2 separate regions of the Zea mays genome follow, and region 1 is linked to region 2. The links are chromatin contacts, called in public Hi-C maps. All regions are on one chromosome and are shown on one strand. The core of a region is the stretch at or near the end of the contact, and the rest is flanking DNA. Distances in the headings are between cores, read along the strand shown.

What was found. Hi-C and Micro-C count contacts between places; a contact is called where the count stands out from the background.
Region 1: a Hi-C map of leaf shows a contact between it and region 2, with 6 times the contacts expected there. The contact joins the promoter of LOC100191377 here to the promoter of LOC112163586 in region 2. A contact is called at or near these places in 4 of 25 Hi-C or Micro-C datasets (ear, endosperm, leaf and 1 more).

Annotation. Positions count from the first base shown.
Region 1 is chr1:61,265,762-61,269,769 of Zm-B73-REFERENCE-NAM-5.0, reverse strand. It overlaps LOC100191377, which reads left to right and starts at 2,455. Exons shown (of 6, transcript NM_001136811.1): 1 at 2,455-2,805; 2 at 2,910-3,034; 3 at 3,528-3,757. The coding sequence starts at 2,656.
Region 2 is chr1:61,026,956-61,030,821 of Zm-B73-REFERENCE-NAM-5.0, reverse strand. It overlaps LOC112163586, which reads left to right and starts at 1,636. Exons shown (of 7, transcript NM_001361318.1): 1 at 1,636-2,068; 2 at 2,148-2,667; 3 at 2,763-3,129; 4 at 3,223-3,588; 5 at 3,664-3,742. The coding sequence starts at 1,940.

The sequences.
Region 1 (4,008 bases), core at 1,206-3,705, 240 kb before region 2:
GGCTCCGCCCCCATCGCAGACACATGGAAAGGACGGCGGAGCCGCGGAGGGGCCAAGGAGCGGGTGCTGGTCAGCAAGCTCGCGTTGCGGGAAAGGACGGGAAGCCACTAGAAGCCACTGGAGTGGCCCAAGCTAGAGGCCGCACCCGCGGCGGTGCTACGCGTGTGCTGCCACCCCAAAGCTGTGCTCACCATGCGGGAGGATGGCCTATCTTCAGCAACTTTGTCAGCATCGTATGGTCTTCCCCGGTGGCCCAATTCTACACGGCTTGAACCTAGGTAGCCACGAGCCTTCAGCCCCTCACTCCGTCACCCACCAGCCGCCGCTACGTGACGAGGTCTCCCGTGTGACACAGACTGTCGTCCTTCACCTGGCGAATGGTGACCTACGACCTCCGTCTCCGGCTGCCGTCCTCCGGCTCCGGCTGCCGTCCTCTGCCATGGTCCATGGACCGTAGTCCGGCAGCAGCAGGGCTCCAGCCTCTGCCCAACCGCTTGCCCGCCACCGGCTTCCGGCCTCAGCCCGCCACCGGCGTCTGCCACCTCCGCATCCGGCCTCTGGGCACCAGTGTCCCGTCTCTGCCCCCGACGTTCATCGTCCGGTCTCCGACACCAGGCCCTCAGCTACAGCAGTACAGCACCAGTTCCCGCAACAGCGAGGTCATCGACGCCGCCATCTAGGACGGCTCCTAAGGTGTGCGCGCCCTTTTCTGCGTCGCCAAATTCACCATGCTTTACTGATTTCTAGCATCTGATGCTTGCTTAGAGAAATTTTGTGGACCACTACCTCCATGACATGGCTCCATCCCTTCCACCTCTTGCGGCAACGAAGCCCACCATTCCATCCCGTCAGTAACCCTCGCCTCCGTGACCTAATTGCTCTCCTTCTGAGACACCAAGACAGGAGGAGCCATCTCCTCCAAATCCACAGCCAATTTATTGCCCGCCAGGTGTTCGACCAAAGTCCCGCGTCGTGGCGCGCCTTCCTCAAGGCCTACTCCCACGGTCCTTTCCCCTGGAAGCTCTGCACCTCTTCAAGCACGCGCGCCAGCACCTGGCTGATGACACATTTGTCTTCAAGTTCGTGCTCAAGGCTTGTGCGGGTCTGGGGTGGCATCGAGCTGGTGCACAGCTCCATGCGCTCGTTGTCCAGAAGGGGTTCGAGTTCCATGCCTATGTGCACATCGCCCTTATCAATGTGTATGTCATGTCCAGGTGCTTGGTGGAAGCACGCAAGGTGTTCGATGAAATGCCAGTGAAGAATGTAGTTTCGTGGAATGTGATGATCACTGGCTTTGCTGGATGGGATGAGGTTGAGTATGCGAGGCTTCTGTTTGATCAGATGCCCTGCAGAAATGTTGTCTCATGGACTGGGCTGATTGATGGATATACACATGCTTGTCTTTATGCAGAGGCTCTTACTCTTCTCCGCCACATGATGGCAGGAGGCATTAGCCCGAGTGAGATAATTGTTTTAGCAGTTATTCCTGCGATATCTAATCTTGGAGGGATCGTTATGGGTGAGATGCTGAATGGCTATTGTGAGAAGAAGGGTATCATGTCAGATGTCCGGGTTGGGAATTCACTCATAGACTTGTATGCTAAGATTGGCTCTGTGCAAAACTCGCTAAAGGTGTTTGATGAAATGCTGGATAGAAGAAATTTGGTGTCATGGACATCAATAATTTCTGGTTTTGCAATGCATGGGCTGTCAGTTGAGGCACTTGAGTTGTTTGCAGAGATGAGAAGAGCAGGGATTAAGCCCAACAGAATCACCTTCTTGAGTGTCATCAATGTCTGCAGTCATGGGGGTCTGGTACAGCAAGGGTTAGCATTTTTCAAAAGCATGGTTTATGAGTACAATATAGATCCAGAGATCAAGCATTTTGGGTACATCATAGACATGCTAGGTAGGGCTGGACGTTTGTGTGAGGCTGAGCAAATAATAGAAGGGTTGCCTATGGAGGTTAATGTAACTGTATGGAGGATACTGTTAGGTTGTTTCAGTAAGTATGGAGAAGTTGAGATGGGGGAGAGGGCAATAAAGATGATATCAGACTTAGAAAGAGAATCTGGAGGTGATTTTCTGCAGGTGCTCCGTGCAGCTGTGGGGCATATATTAGCAAGAGTTCAAGACTTTTTGGTTTAAAGCACCATTTCTTCGGCGCATCCCAGCATTTGCACGCTTGATCATAGAAAATCTTACACCGTTTCCTCCAATCCACGCTGTATCAGACCTAAAAATGCTTAACAGCCTCGATCAATCTGTATAGCGCCCGATAGGGCGCTGCTGATTCTAGTATCATCAATCCATGATAGCGCATCCAACTAAGTCCTCAATTGAAACTTCACCTTACGTGAGCCGTTGGATCTAAACCCAACGGCAGGAATTCGAATGCGCTAGGGCTATGAAAACATGCGACACGGAATAGTAGAAACTCACCCCAAGCAGCAAGCACCCGAGCGGCCAGCTCCAGCCCCACCAGAGAAATACGGCGTAAACGCCGCCGGGGACCAACCCAGGCGACCGGGGTGCCTAGCTCGCCGTTTCTTTTCGCCTTCTCCTCGCAATTTCTTAGGATCAACGCCCTACTACACGACGGGGGTTTTCCCCTTCGGCCGCCACTCCGTCCTTTCGCAGCCTGCCGCCGGCGCCATGCTGTACATCGTGGGCCTCGGCCTGGGCGACGAGCGCGACATCACTGTGCGGGGGCTCGATGCCGTACGCAGCTGCTCCAAGATATACATGGAGGCATACACATCCCTCCTTTCCCTCGGCCTCGACCCGGCCGCGCTCGCCAACCTGGTGCGTCTCCCTTCTCTTGTCCGCCCATCACCTGTTCGAGCAAATACCCACGTGGCTCGTTCAGAGTTTCACTGGCGTTCTCGCTTTCTCCTGTGCGCGTCCAGGAGAAGCTGTACGGGAAGGAGATAACGGTCGCCGATCGGGAGATGGTGGAGGAGCGTGTCGACCAGGTGCTAAGCGAGGCTGCCGACACTGACGTCGCCTTCCTTGTTGTTGGCGACCCGTTCGGGTAGTTTATTCTCTCCCGTTTTTTGAGTCAGCAGTGTGAAGGTGTCTGTAGCTGGCATAAGTTCCGGGCATGCTTGACGGAACTCAGTGTGCTGTTCTTGAGTTGGTGGCCATGTCATTAGAGTACAAGTGGCGGAGTACATACTTTCTGTTGCGGAGATGTTCTTGGATAGACTTGCTCATGAATTCGACTAAATTTGTTAGTTGTGCTTTGATTGACCATCAATATGGCATTATTTTTGCATTCTCAGTTACATGCCACTGGCCATGATTCTACAGATGTCTCTGGGTCTTACAACTGGTTGCTTGTGCTATGTTACTTGGGGCTTAAAATATGTTCCTCATGTGACACACGATGTCCTTTGATAAGTAATGTGCACAAATTTACCATTTTGCACGCACTGAAGTTTGATTGGAGTCGATACAGACACTTGTAGGGTTTTATTTAGCTCTGTGAGTTAAATTTTATTCTGTCGTCTTGGTGACATTTTCAGGGCAACTACACATACTGATCTGGTTGTTCGTGCCAAGAAAATGGGAGTAGAAGTGAAGGTGATCCACAATGCATCTGTCATGAATGCAATTGGAGTTTGTGGGCTACAACTTTACCGCTATGGAGAAACTATCTCAATACCATTCTTCACAGACGAATGGAGACCAGATAGTTTCTATGAGAAGATTCAGAACAATCGCCAGCTTGGGCTACACACACTTTGCCTGCTTGGTTTGTGACTCTTGATCGACTTTTCTGGATTCTTGGTTATCAAGAATTAGGCAATTGATCTAATATTTGTAGCCATAGGTAATGTGTCTTATAGTTTAACCATTGTACAGGGTATACTGAACTTAAGTAGACACTGATTATTGCAAGCAAATACAATGAATGTTCAAACTATTAGACTGCCAGTGTCAAGATATAGTGTTGTTCAGTCCCTAATCTATGTTGTTTGAAACCAAGATCTTTCTCATAATATT
Region 2 (3,866 bases), core at 387-2,886:
ATTTAAGTAACCAATCACATGAATAAAGACCCAATCGGACTGACGGGGTTTGGGCGGATGGGATCACGGGTGGGAGGAATTCCGGCTGGTTGTTCGGCTGAAAGCGAAGACAGAGAGACGGACATCGAACTAGATGGACGGTTGTTGGGCCAACATAAGGCACAAAGCACTTCCATAAGAGCTGGAAACGAGAGCTCGGCTTGGTGCGGCTCATGCGCCTAGCGAGCCAGTCTCAAGCTTGATCCGTCGTATTGCGAGCTGGAAAGTCAAACTCGATTCGGGCTCGTAAGCCACCACACTAAATTCAATTTAAATATAAATTATATATTTTTATTATATGTAAAATATGAATATATTTTAAATTATATCTAGCACTACACCCATGAAAAATAAGAAAATAAATCGGTAACATAGTAATGTAATAGTATCACAACATAACACTATATAATTCGGTAGACTCGTGAGCCGGCTCGGCTCACTGTTTAAGGTAGCTATAAAATTAGGCTCCGCTAGGGCTCGTTCAAGCTCGCGAGCCGAGCTGAGTCTAATCGAGCCCGAGCCGACTCATGAGCCTTGAGTTTTTTTTCTAACCCTACCAATACAACAATACGTGAAGCTATGAGATTTTTTTTTCACGTAACTTCCGAGTGTTCATCCACACATCATACCAATTCATTCAGCTATATTAACTTGGCTTAAACCAAGACATGAACTTGGTTCCGCCCAAAAAGAACATAAAACCCTAGCTATATAATATATTTCTACTCCACAACCATAATTACTATATATATATTTGGATTGATGGATACATGGTATTAGGATTTGCTTCAAAACCTATCATTTGTATAATGTGTTATTTTGATAGATGTTTAATATTTATGGATATATGTGATCCGACGGATAACTTTGATCCACATAGGTACACATATGAGGGACAATTGTACCTATTAGTGGATATGAATGACCCGACATGATTGTTTTTTTGTTACAGGTATGAGTATAAAATAGCAATATCATGTGAGAATTTACCCATTACCGTCTCTACATGCAATAGTATAGAGTCTGATTCCAAAACAAATTATGACGCAATTGTGGCCGTTGAATAAAATTTTGAAATTGTGGAGCCATTTAGGTGACTGTGTAAAAGTTGTATATTTTGTTGTAACACGCGAACATATTGTCTGATACTAAAGGTCTGTTTGCAAGCAATCTAGTTTTTAAAAACCCATTTTTATTTTTTAGCTAGGAGAGACCAGCTTTTCAGTTTTTAAGAAACTGATAATTTAATTTCTATAAACCGAGTCATAAGAACCACCTAAATTTCTATAAACCAGTTTTTTAAAAACTAGGTGCTTCCAAACATAGTCTAAATAACTCCTGTCAGTCAATTATTAAATATATTTACAACTACAACAAACATAATTGAAATAAATATATAACCATTTTACAACTGCAACAAACATCATTGAAATAAATTAGTTGGAAACTAGAAGCCGTAAATGGAGCGATTCCAATTCGTTCTTATTACGGGCAAGCTGAAAATGGTGGGCCTTCACAACAAGTTGGCCCAGCCCACCTTTAGACTGGATCGAGCCCGATCGGCAAAAGGGCAACTCGAACGTTGATGTTGTTTCCAGTTGAGTTGGAGCGGAGTGCGGGCAGGCAAAGGCCGCAGGACACGCCGACCAGCAGCTTCTTTTCCGCCGCCTCGCCTCCCACACTTTTCCCTCTGCTGTGCTGGGTGCTCCGCTTTGCTCTGCTTGCCGCTCTCCGCCTCTCCCCGATCTCCACTCGACTCGTGTTGGCTTGGCTTCCACTTCCAACTGACTCGACTGGATTCAAGCGCCCGACATCCGCGGAGACTTGGCCGCGAGCCTGCGTTCGAATCCTGAGGACGAGATCGCCAGAGCCGCCGGGACCGATCGAGTTCCGGCTGCCAATGCCGGCTCTGCTCTTGCTGCTCCTGTTGGCCGCGGCGCCGGCGCCGGCGCGGGCGGGAGACCCGTACTCCTACTACGACTGGGAGGTCTCCTACATTTCGGCGCAGCCCCTCGGCGTCAAGCAGAAGGTGCCGCCCGTCCATCCCCTCTCCCTCCCTTGCATTCCTGCAACAGTGGCATCGACATTGACATAGGCGGTCGCAACAGGTGATTGGCATCAACGGCCAGTTCCCGGGCCCTCCCCTGAACGTGACCACCAACTGGAACGTGGTGGTGAACGTCCGCAACGCGCTGGACGAGCCGCTGCTGCTCACCTGGAACGGCGTGCAGCAGCGCAAGACGGCGTGGCAGGACGGCGTGCTCGGCACCAACTGCGCCATCCCCGCCGGGTGGAACTGGACCTACACGTTCCAGGTCAAGGACCAGGTCGGCAGCTTCTTCTACTTCCCCTCCACGCCGCTGCACCGCGCCGCCGGGGGCTACGGCGCCATCACCATCAACAACCGCGACGTCATACCCATCCCCTTTGCCTTTCCCGACGGGGACATCACGCTCTTTATCGGTGACTGGTATAACCGTGGGCACAGGGAGCTCAGGAGCGCGCTCGACGGGGGCACCCTGCTGGGCGCCCCTGATGGTGTGCTCATCAATGGATTGGGACCCTATCAGTACAACGAATCCGTGGTTCCACCAGGGATTGTCTATGAGAGGATCAATGTCGAGCCAGGTTATTTGCATTGTAATTTTGAATTTCCATTTGCTAGAGTACTACTTGATCGAGAGGGGATGAAATCAATAGTACCGTCTTGATTGTCATTTCAGGGAAAACTTACAGGTTTCGGGTACACAATGTTGGGGTCTCAACAAGCCTCAATTTCAGGATCCAGAACCATAACCTGCTCCTTGTTGAGACAGAAGGCTCCTACACCTCGCAGCAGAACTACACCAACCTGGACATCCATGTTGGCCAGTCCTACTCCTTCTTGGTCACCATGGACCAGAATGCCAGCACTGATTACTATGTTGTTGCAAGCGCACGCTTTGTTGATGCAGCTGTTGTGGATAAATTGACCGGTGTTGCTATTCTCCATTACTCTAACTCCCAGGGTCCAGCCTCTGGCCCTCTTCCAGATCCTCCGAACGATCAGTATGACACGGCGTTCTCTATAAACCAAGCAAGATCCATCAGGTATTCCTGTTGATTTTGCATTATTACTATCATATGCACTGTAGATGGCGTTGCTCACATATAGTGCATCCTTCAACCATTGTGCTGTTTCAGATGGAATGTTACAGCTAGCGGTGCCCGCCCAAATCCACAGGGCTCATTCCATTATGGTGACATTACTGTAACAGATGTGTTCCTGTTGCAGAGTAGAGCACCTGAGCTCATAGATGGAAAACTGCGTTCTACTCTCAATGAGATTTCTTACATTGCACCCTCAACCCCTTTGGTGCTTGCACAAATATTTAATGTCCCCGGAGTCTTCAAATTGGATTTTCCTAATCATCCTATGAACCGACTACCAAAAGTTGACACATCTATTATAAATGGCACTTATAAGGGATTTATGGAGATTATATTCCAAAATAATGCCACAAATGTTCAGAGCTACCACTTGGATGGCTATGCATTCTTTGTTGTTGGGTAAGGCATAAGCCACACTCCTGTTATTTATCCATATCTGCTTGAATTCTCAATCTCACGGTTGTTTTTTCTCAGGATGGACTATGGTCTATGGACAGAAAATAGTCGCGGTACTTATAACAAATGGGATGGTGTTGCACGCTCTACAATCCAGGTGCTGAAAATTCACTGTTTCGTAGTATTTCTAGACATCCAAGTTAACCATTGCATTAGCTGTGTATGATGAATAAACATGCTTAAATATTAAATGCATACGCCGCAACATAAAACAGCCCATA